Regions from separate parts of the Gossypium hirsutum genome. Here region 2 is linked to region 1. The links are chromatin contacts, called in public Hi-C maps. All regions are on one chromosome and are shown on one strand. Each heading gives the region's core, a stretch centred on a gene start, on an enhancer-like site or on the middle of the called end of the contact. The rest is flanking DNA. Distances are from core to core; before and after follow the strand shown. Region 1 holds the start of LOC107892062. Region 2 holds the start of LOC107892690.

The links. A called contact is a pair of places that touch in the nucleus more often than the background predicts.
Region 2: a contact with region 1 is called in a Hi-C map of leaf, with 2.1 times the contacts expected there. The contact joins the promoter of LOC107892690 here to the promoter of LOC107892062 in region 1. A contact is called at or near these places in 4 of 34 Hi-C or Micro-C datasets (callus, hypocotyl and leaf).

What each region holds. Positions count from the first base shown.
Region 1 is chrD09:14,953,861-14,958,972 of Gossypium_hirsutum_v2.1, forward strand. LOC107892062 reads right to left here and starts at 2,438. Exons shown (of 6, transcript XM_016817033.2): 1 at 2,260-2,438; 2 at 2,026-2,117; 3 at 84-102.
Region 2 is chrD09:15,110,168-15,115,279 of Gossypium_hirsutum_v2.1, forward strand. It overlaps LOC107892690, which reads right to left and starts at 2,428. Exons shown (of 1, transcript XM_016817749.1): 1 at 1,814-2,428. The coding sequence starts at 2,428. The coding sequence ends at 1,814. It overlaps LOC107892059 (pentatricopeptide repeat-containing protein At2g29760, chloroplastic), which reads left to right and starts at 2,893. Exons shown (of 2, transcript XM_016817030.2): 1 at 2,893-3,917; 2 at 3,920-4,905. The coding sequence starts at 3,005. The coding sequence ends at 4,797.

The DNA of each region.
Region 1 (5,112 bases), core at 1,188-3,687:
TGTATATATTGTCTTTTCCGTATTACTAGAAAAGAGTAAATGGTATCATCATTGCAGTGGAGATATTTGTTTATGTCTGTTACCTGATACTTGTCTGTCCACCTGCATCAATAAATAATAAGGATGTTATCAACTTTATAAAATTGACATCACTTGTGTTAATATAAAATCATACATGGACAACCGTGGGATACCATACAGAAACATACAGAAACATATATAGACATACAGAATATAAACATACAGAAACGTAAATTGAATATAAACATATAGAAACATACAAAATATAAACATACAGAAACCATTTCCACTTGAAAACTTCAACAACAGAAACATTGGTTATGGCTTAGGTGCATCATATCAACTCTTCTCTTCATCTTCCCAACCATAGTTACAGTATAAAAAAAAATCTTTTGTTATTAAATGATTTCTAGAATAGCAACACTAAAACAAAACGAATTTTAATCATATTTGCCAAGACAATCCAAACAAGAACCAAATTCCCAAACTTTTTGTTTTAAAACCATTGGAGCTAATGGTATTAGGACAACAAATGAAACTATGAAAAGGCCGGGGCCGTCTTTGCCCCTATTTTATCTTGATTGCGATAGTGCACCACCCAACAACGATAAATGGCAACTTTGTTGACCACCAAGATCAAAAGGAATATACATATATAAATATAGGACTCTTGTAGGAGCCAAAGTGAACCCCTCATCATCATTACACTATCTAATTTCTAAGCCTTCAAAATCCCATTCCTTGGCTGTGAAAGCTTGGATTGAGTGAAGCCTTCTATACTTCACCTTTGCTTCTTTGTTGACAGTTTTCTAAGGTTCTTCACACAAAATAACTGCTAGAATAGGTTTCTCATTGATGAATTAATCAAATAAAAGGTGGATTGGAAAGTATGAACAAAATTTGTTAGTGGTTTCTCTGCAAAAAATCACTATCCCATTTCACTTTCGACCAGGGTAACCTACTCATATCATTTAACCACGTCATGGTGTCATATAAATACGAAAATAGCATTATGCAAATAAATGGTATAATTTTGTACGCGAAACATGCACATGCCAAAGGAGATGAGTAAAAGGTTCACAATTCCAAAGATAGGTAAATGACAGCTTTAATATATTGACAGTGCAAAAGGTATTAAGAAATACTATAAAACTGGACCAAAAGAGAGCTGAAAAGACGGCAATAATAAAACAATAAAACTGGCCATATGACCAATGTTGCAGCAATTGAAGTAGTGTAGATACCAGCTGATAAGATTACCAAGTAGACATTCACAGAACACAAGGCAAATAACAACTTTTGATCTCTCTATCTTTCATTTTCTAAAGCTACGAGAATTATATAACTTTTTGAATAATGGCAGCTAGGTTGTCCAGTAACAGTTATATATTAGTTTAATTACAAATTTCATCACAAAATCTTTTCTTTATGATACAATAATAATGCCTGCACAACACTTTAAACAAATAATGGCTTGAGATATTAATTAGACTGATATAAAGAGATTAAGTTGTCAGTCATAATTCTCACATATAAAAGGATCAATATTTAAGTATATTAGGATGATAAACCAAGTCCTAAACAAGCCATTCAAGGGATTAGAGTAACCTATTGGGGAACTCCAAGAATAGAATGGGTACCATAAGTAACAGTCCAGGTGAAATACAAGTAAAGGTATTCAACATTCACCAAAGACATGCCCAAAATAGACAAAACACCAAAAACAAAATGAGGAATGAAGGATTTCTCCATTTCCCTTTTATACCCTAAAAGCCAACCAATTAAAAAATTTTAAAAACAAAAAACTGGCAAAAATGGGTTTATCAGAAGACTATTACCATTATCGGCTGAAATAGAAACATCAACATCAAAATAATTACAAAGATGCAAACAAACCATCAACAAAGATGCAAACAAAGCTGATGTATGGTTCATGTAATTACAAAGATGCAAACAAACCTTTGCTGAAATAGAAATGAAGAAGAAGCAGTAATTTGGTATTACCTTAAAAAGGCTTGGGCAAATTCACGAACGAGCCTTTCCAAAGGCAGTTTCTGATGAGGAGTTCAGTACTTTGCTGGTACTGATAGATTTCACTGCATCCAATAGAAACTTTATTTCTTCAATTCGTGTAAACAAAAAGAAAACATGACTGAAAGGGGAAAAGAAAAGTTGAGCAGAAAAAGTCTCAACCGAAAGGGGGAAAAGAAAATTTGAAAGAGGTGAAAGAAAATGTACCGGGAGATGAAGATGAAGGGCAAATGGATGCTTGATTTGGGGAAGAAGAAATCTGGAGTGAATTTTGGGAAGAAGAGAGGCAGGTTATTTTCGTCTAAGACCTAAACGGTGTTACCTTGAATGGGTATGCAGACCCCAACCCCTGAATACCTAAACGGTGAGATGAGGGAATGATAATTTAATAGCTATTTAGTGGAATAGAGGAAACGGTGAACCAAATGCATGCAACACTGTAGCACGCGGATTTGATGCGAAATGGAATAGCAATTTCATCCAACCAAACGTGCTCTAATAAAAGTCATTTTTTTTAAAATTACTGAAATGAGCTCGGTAAAAAAATAATTACTGAAATGACTTAATTTCTCGAAAACGTAATCACGTCAGTGCGTTGTCAGGTGACAAAGCAGGAAAACGCTTCCTCAAGGAAGCACTTTGTCCACGTGGACAGAAAACGCGTCCTTGATGACGCGCTTTGTATCCACGTGGACAAAGCTCTTCCTTGAGGAAGCGTTTTTCCTGTGTTGCTACAGTACCAACGATAAAAAAAATAGCCGTTGGTGCCCCTCAAACGGTAAAAAAAACTATAAAACCCCATTTTATTTTTTTCACACTTAAATCATTTCTCTCAAATTCTCTCATATTTCTAACGAATATTCTTTCATATTTCTCTCAAATTCCTCTTAAATTCCTCTTAAAGCTCTATTTAATTATTTTAAATAAAGCTCTAATTTTATTGTTTTTGAATTTTTTTAAATCATAAAAATTTGATCGTGTTAGCAATGGCCGGAGAATTAATTTGTCTCGATAACAAGCACATATCTGTCGAACAAATGAAAATGGTAAGTGTTAAATTTAATTTTTAAATATTATTTAAGATTTTTTTTCATTTATGCAATTTTAAATAATTTTTATTTTATTATTTCTTATAAAAGTCTGTAGATCGGATATTACAATGCTATATCCGTAATATGCATGGTCCTCCATCACCGTTGATAGAGAATTGCCTGCGGAAAGTAGGTTTTTGTCACGTGGCGACGGTAGGCCGGGGATGCAAGTTGGACCAGAACTCATTAGTGCGTTGATAGAGAGGTGGAGACCTGAGACACACACATTCCATCTTCCATGTAGAGAGTGTACTATCACGTTGGAAGACGTAAATTTGCAATTGGGATTACCGGTGGACGGGTACGCAGTCACCGGGTCTGTTCAATCTGGTGATTGGGGAGCGGTATGCTACGAGCTTTTAGGTGTTATTCCGGAGAATATTAACGGAGGTCGGATCGAGATAGGCTGGTTACGAGACACATTCCCTGAGCTAGATGATGATTCTACCGAACTAGAAATAATCTGATATGCTCGTGCATACATTCTTGAGATCATTGGAGGTTATTTGATGTTGGACTTGTCACGGAACCTTGTACATCTGAGATGGCTATTGAAACTTGTTGATTTTAGAGCAGCTGGTGAATTTAGTTAGGGGTCTGCCGTGTTGGCAACATTAACGGAGGTCGGATCGAGATAGGCTGGTTACGAGACACATTCCTAGAGCCGGATGATGATTCTACCAAACTAGAAAGAATTCGATATGCTCAGGCATACATTCTTGAGATCATTGGAGGTTATTTGATGTCGGACTTGTCACGGAACCTTGTACATCTGAGATGGCTACTGAAACTTGTTGATTTTAGAGCAGCTAGTGAATTTAGTTAGGGGTCTGCCATGTTGGCAACATTAACGGAGGTCGGATCGAGATAGGTTGGTTATGAGACACATTCTCGGAGCCGGATGATGATTCTACCGAACTAGAAAGAATTTGATATGCTCGGGCATACATTCTTGAGATTATTAGAGGTTATTTAATGTCGGACTTGTCACAGAACCTTATACATCTGAGATGGCTACTGAAACTTGTTGATTTTAGAGCAGCTGGTGAATTTAGTTAGGGTCCGTCGTGTTGGCAACATTGTATCGGGAGATGTGCGGGGCGACGCGATCAAATAAAGTGAAAATCGGAGGTTGCCTATCACTACTGCAGTCATGGGCATGGTTTCGCTTTCCATTTTTACGTCCTCGAGTGGACCACCCATATACATTCCCACTCATAACGAGGTAAATTTTTTATTAGATTTTACAATTATTATTTAGATTTAAAATATAATCGTATGCTAAAAAATTATTTTATTAGGTGGAACCATTCTGCAAGTTATGCTCAATTACCTACCTCTTTTGAAGATATAAAGCTTCTATTAGACCAATGGTCAGAAGCACAAGTAAGTATTAAATAAAATAGATATACATAATGAGATAGTCGATTCGTATTTAGTGTTTAGTATTTAGTATTTAGTATTATGTATATAACTAATATTTTCATAATGTTTATATAGTTTCAATGGACACCATACGAGGATCTGGCAATTTGAGCAGTAATTCTGGATGAGTACTTCTAAAATCTGAACGCTTGGCATGTGTAAGTCCCATTGGTCAAATTTGCGATGGTGGAGATGCACCAGTCAGACAGAGTATTACGAAAATTTGGATTTCGACAACTGATTTCCGTGGCACCTGAGGTGTTGGATGATCATCACAGAATCAACTTATGGCAATTGCATGCGGATTGGCCGAGATTCTAGTCACACTATATCTAAATGTGGGAAAATCGATATGATTATATACCTACTCGGGAACCGATCATCGTTTCAAATTTAGCGTGCGTGCCGGAATACATGCCTTGGTTTAGGATCTATGGCAAGCCGTATTTACTGTCGGAAGAGGAGAGGCAACGGTAATTGTGTGTCCAAAGGGAACGAGTGGCCCTTTAAATCCAAGAAGAATGGACGACAACACAGGCCCATC
Region 2 (5,112 bases), core at 1,178-3,677, 160 kb after region 1:
AATTACCGTTTCTGAAGTCTGACTGATGTTCTTAAGTTGAGAATTTTCTGCACCCGATTCAATTCAGTAAATAAGCTCTGTTTTCTTACAAATAAATTCCCATAGAATTTTTTATTCCAATCTTGAATTGCAATTTGGAATCTCTCCACATTAGTCATGATCCCCTCATCATTCCTCCAATGCTGTTTGACAAATCCTTTAAAATCAACATGCAACATCTAGCTATCAAGACATCTAAAAGGTCTATAACCTTTAGTAGGCTCGGGTTTAAAAGATACCAAGACTGGTTTATGGTTAGATTCCAGACGATAGAGGTTGTGTACCAAACAATTAGGAGCAAAAGAGTCCCATTCAGAATTACAAATAGCTCTGTCAAGCCTCTGCGATAAAAAACCCTTGCTCCACATAAATTTGGGACCACTATAACCCAAATCACGCAAGCCATTATTAAAAATGAATTCTTGAAACCATTTACGGCCAACCTGAGAAATTGACGCTCCCTCAATTCTATCTAAACCATCCAAAATAGAATTAAAGTCGTCGGCAATCAACCACAGATCTTTAATTGATTCAGCCATGACATTAAGAACTTTCTAAAGGCCCTTCCTCGTACTCGACTGTGGGATAGCATAAACTGCAGTACATAAAAAACACAAAGAGCCTTGTGCATTCATGATTCGCATATGCACCAATTGGGGAGTAAAACATACAATGTCCACCGCAATCGATTCATTCCATAAGATCCAAATACCTCCTGCAAAACCATTTGCTTCAATCCGAAATGATCTATTCATACCAATTCGTGAAACAATTTTATCAGCTCAATCACCACTAGTCCGGGTTTCGAAAAGACATATGACATCTAGATGTACTTCTTTCATATACTCAGAAACGAAATTATCAAAGCTGGGCACCTTGACAGTTCCAAAAAATAAGTTTTGTATCCATAAATATAAAAAGTGATAAAATTCCTCAACAAGATAGAATCAACAGCTAGTTTCGGCACTAATTGAATCCATACCTCCAAACTGCTCAGTTACCATGGTTGTATCGACTTGCAAACTGATGCTAGCAGGATCTCTATCTAATCCACCAACAATTTCTTCCATGGCTACCTCTACCTCTACGTCTACTATTTCTATTTCTAGATCAACAAATGAACTATCTGGTGGTTTCTTCCACTATTAATTTCCTTCCACAAAGATTGAGGAATTCTACTTCGGTGCAACCTCTCCAACGAAACCAATTCCAAAACAGAACAATCGTTTTTCCTTACCTATCATCATACCCATTAATTCTTTGCCTGTCGATACCACAGATTGTTCTATACCACCAACCTGAATGGCCTGGTGATTTATAGCATTTAGATGGTTCGAAATCTGAACGGGATTGAAACCCCCCACATCAATCACCTTGTCCACCTTATCATGGGCCATAGAGGAGCCATCATCAAATTTTTTCTGGTTAAGCCCTGATGTTTCCCCATTAGAATTAATGGGTTTCAAAATTTTTGGCCCAACTTTAGGCCTATGTCCAATAAGAACTCCTTTACCTTTCCTATTCGGCCCCATCTTCCTAACCCCATTTGCTCCCTTAGTCATCATTTTTGCCATTCGATCTCCTACATATCTTCAACCTGCCCACTAAATACGTCTTGATTCAATCCATCTTCCTTTTCCAGAATTGAAAATCTAGATCCTCCTTGATTGGCTCTTCGGCCACTGTTTCTAGGTTCACCGTTGCTCCGGGCCTTTCCCCCACGATGCCTCTCAACCAACATCTAAGGGCCAAAGGCCTCTTCCTCCACTCGCTTCTAGATACCCGATGAAACCCCAACTATTCCTAACGATTCATTTTCCTTGCCCGGTTGCGGTCCTTTCGTGCCAATGCAACCTTCAGAGCTATGGCTGTATAAACCACACTGAAAACAGACGTTCCGTAATGATTCATACTCAACCCGCTGTAATTGATCATTGATTCTCACTTTTGAAATTAACAGTTTCTGCAGATCAACACAGACCGCTAATCTAGTAAACTGACCCTTCCTTTCAAGATTCGTATTAATATTGAGTTTGATAACTGGTCCAATAATCTGCCCAATAGCTCTGAGCAAGACCTTTGAGTAGAACCCTTCAAGTAAACCTGGTAATCTAATCCAAACAACTTGAATACTCATATCAGCATTCGTGGATGAAAAATCCAGAGACCATGGACGAACCGTCAGATAATTACCATAAACAACCCAAGGGCCTCCTGTTAACACATTTTTATAGTCATCTGTATCATCAAACTGAACCAAGTAAAACTCATTATCCAAATCCATGAGTTGGAATGAGCCTTTGGGTTTCCACAGAAGCGTAATCTTTTTGCTAAGTGCATTAAACCCAATTTTGGACCCTAAAAGCTTGACGATCACAGTTCTTGACATTTTACGCTCAATAAATTTGTGAACACGATTCGAAAACGTTACCAATGGAACTCCGTCCACCATTTCATAACCACGTCCCCATCTTGCAGTTCAAAACCTTCTTCCATTCTAGTATGTTGTACTGCCTCATGGACATCCCCCATTAGCGTTGCCTTATATGTGATTCTAGTTGTATCCTGGTTTTGGATTTGCTGACCATCTCCATCAACTGTTGGATCATCCGCTTCTTGTGATGACTCCGGTCGCCTTTTCACTTTCTTAGTTACTCTCCTAATGCCGGTATTAGGCCTGCCACCATTATTGTCCACCATCGCCAATATCCCAAGCTAAAAATTACCCTAAAAAATATTTATTTTAAAAATAATATATTATTAAATAATAAAATAATTAATCTATAAAATAATGAATTAAGCATAAAAATTTTAATACTAAAATGAGAAAACAAGTATACTTCGGGTGCCAAATCATACATTAAGCCTAAAAATGGTGGTAAGATTTAAGAAACAAGTTCATACATCGTGAGCCTAATACAAGAAATTGACTCCAAATATTCTGCTACTTGAACCTCCGCTGTTCATGAAACTTGCAAGGCCCATTTCGCGACGTTTCACCAGCTTCTCATCCCGTTTAAAACCAGATCGAGTAACCAAGAATCCCCTGTCTATCACCGTCGCTAAAGAGCTTCACGCGTATTTAATCAAGACCCACCGCCACGATGATTCCTCTTCAATATCTTCCGTTATCAGAGCTTACTGTCTTGCTCCCTTTCATTTGCACAAAGCCTATCTCGTTTTCAATCAAATTAAACTACCCACTTTGTTAAACTTTAATCTCATGATCCGTGGTTTTTCCCAGAGTACCCAACCCATTGAAGCTATTAAAATCTATTACAAAATGTACTGTTTCCACGGTTTTTCTGGTGATAATATGACTTTTATTTTTGTTTTCAAGGCCTGTGCTCGAGTTTTAGATATTAAAACCGGTCAAAAGTTTCATGTTCATGCTGTGAAACTAGGGTTTGATTCCTATTTATTCGTTGCAAATGCGTTGATTCATATGTACTCTAGCTGTGGTGATTTGGATTTTGCGAGGAAAGTGTTTGATACAATGGGCAAAAGAGATTTAGTTTCTTGGAATTCTTTGATTTGTGGGTACAGTCAATGCAAAAAGTTCAAGGAATTGTTGGGTTTGTTTAACGCAATGCAAGAAGATAATGTGAAAGCTGATGCTGTGACAATGGTGAAAGTTATTTTAGCTTGTTGTTATACGGATAACATGGGTTTGGCAGATTCTATGGTCAAATATATTGAGGAAAATTGCATTCATGTTGATGTTTATTTGGGTAACACTTTGATAGATATGTATGGAAAACGTGGTTTAGTTAATTTAGCACGGGAAGTTTTTGATAGAATGCCTGAGAGAAATTTAGTGTCTTGGAATGCATTGATCAAGGGGTACATAAAAGCAGGGCAAGTTGTTGAAGCAAGGAAGGTTTTGACAACATGAAGCAAAGGGATGTGATTTCTTGGACTTCCATGATTACAGGTTACTCTCAAGTTAACCAATTTAAAGATGCATTGAAGCTTTTCCAAGATATGATGGCTGCTAAGGTTACACCTGATGAGATTACAGTGGCTACTGTTCTTTCTACTTGTGCCAACTTGGGTGTTCTTGATGTTGGACAGGCAGTTCATGACTATATCTGCAAGCATGGTATACGAGCCGATGTTTATGTTGGAAACTCCTTGATTGATATGTATTTCAAGTGTGGTGTGGTTAAGAGGGCTTTGGAAGTATTCCACGATATGAAAGAGAAGGATTCTGTTTCATGGACTTCAGTTATCTCAGGACTTGCTGTTAATGGTTTTGCTGATTCTGCACTTGAATATTTCTCACAGATGTTGAAAGATGGTGTTGGCCCAACTCACGGGTGCTTTGTTGGGATTTTGCTTGCATGCACTCATGCTGGATGGGTAGATAAAGGGTTGGAATTTTTTGAAAGTATGGAAAAAGTTCATGGACTAACCCCTGAAATGAAGCATTATGGCTGTGTTGTGGATCTTTTAAGTCGTTCTGGGTATCTAGAAAGGGCCTACGAGTTCATTAAGAAAATGCCTGTACATCCAGATGTGGTACTGTGGAGGATATTGTTGGGTGCATGTAAGCTTCATGGAAATGTAGTCTTAGCTGAGATTGCCACAAACAACCTTATTGAACGGGATCCTTCTAACAGTGGAAATTATGTTCTCTTGTCAAACACTTATGCAATCTCAGATAGATGGGATGCTGCTACGAAAATGAGAGAGTTGATGGACGGGAACAATGTGCAGAAGCCTTCTGGTTGGAGCTCCATTGAAGTAGATAGATGACTTGAATTGTTATTTACTAATTTAATCTTTTATAGAATACACAAAAATTAACAACTTTTTTTAACCCAGCATTTGGCCTATTAATTAAGGATATACACCATACCCTAAGGTCACAGAATTGATTTGCAGATCGTGTCTGTATCCGTGTGATAGTTTAAATGGGTGCTTCTAAGGTGGTGCGGGGCGCCGGGGGGGGGGGGTACGGGCGTAGGTAGGGGCAGTTAGGGTTCCCACCTCAACTTTTTAAAACCTTTTTTTTTAACTATGGAGTTATTTATTCTCAAAATTGATAAAATTCGATTTGGTCCCATTAAA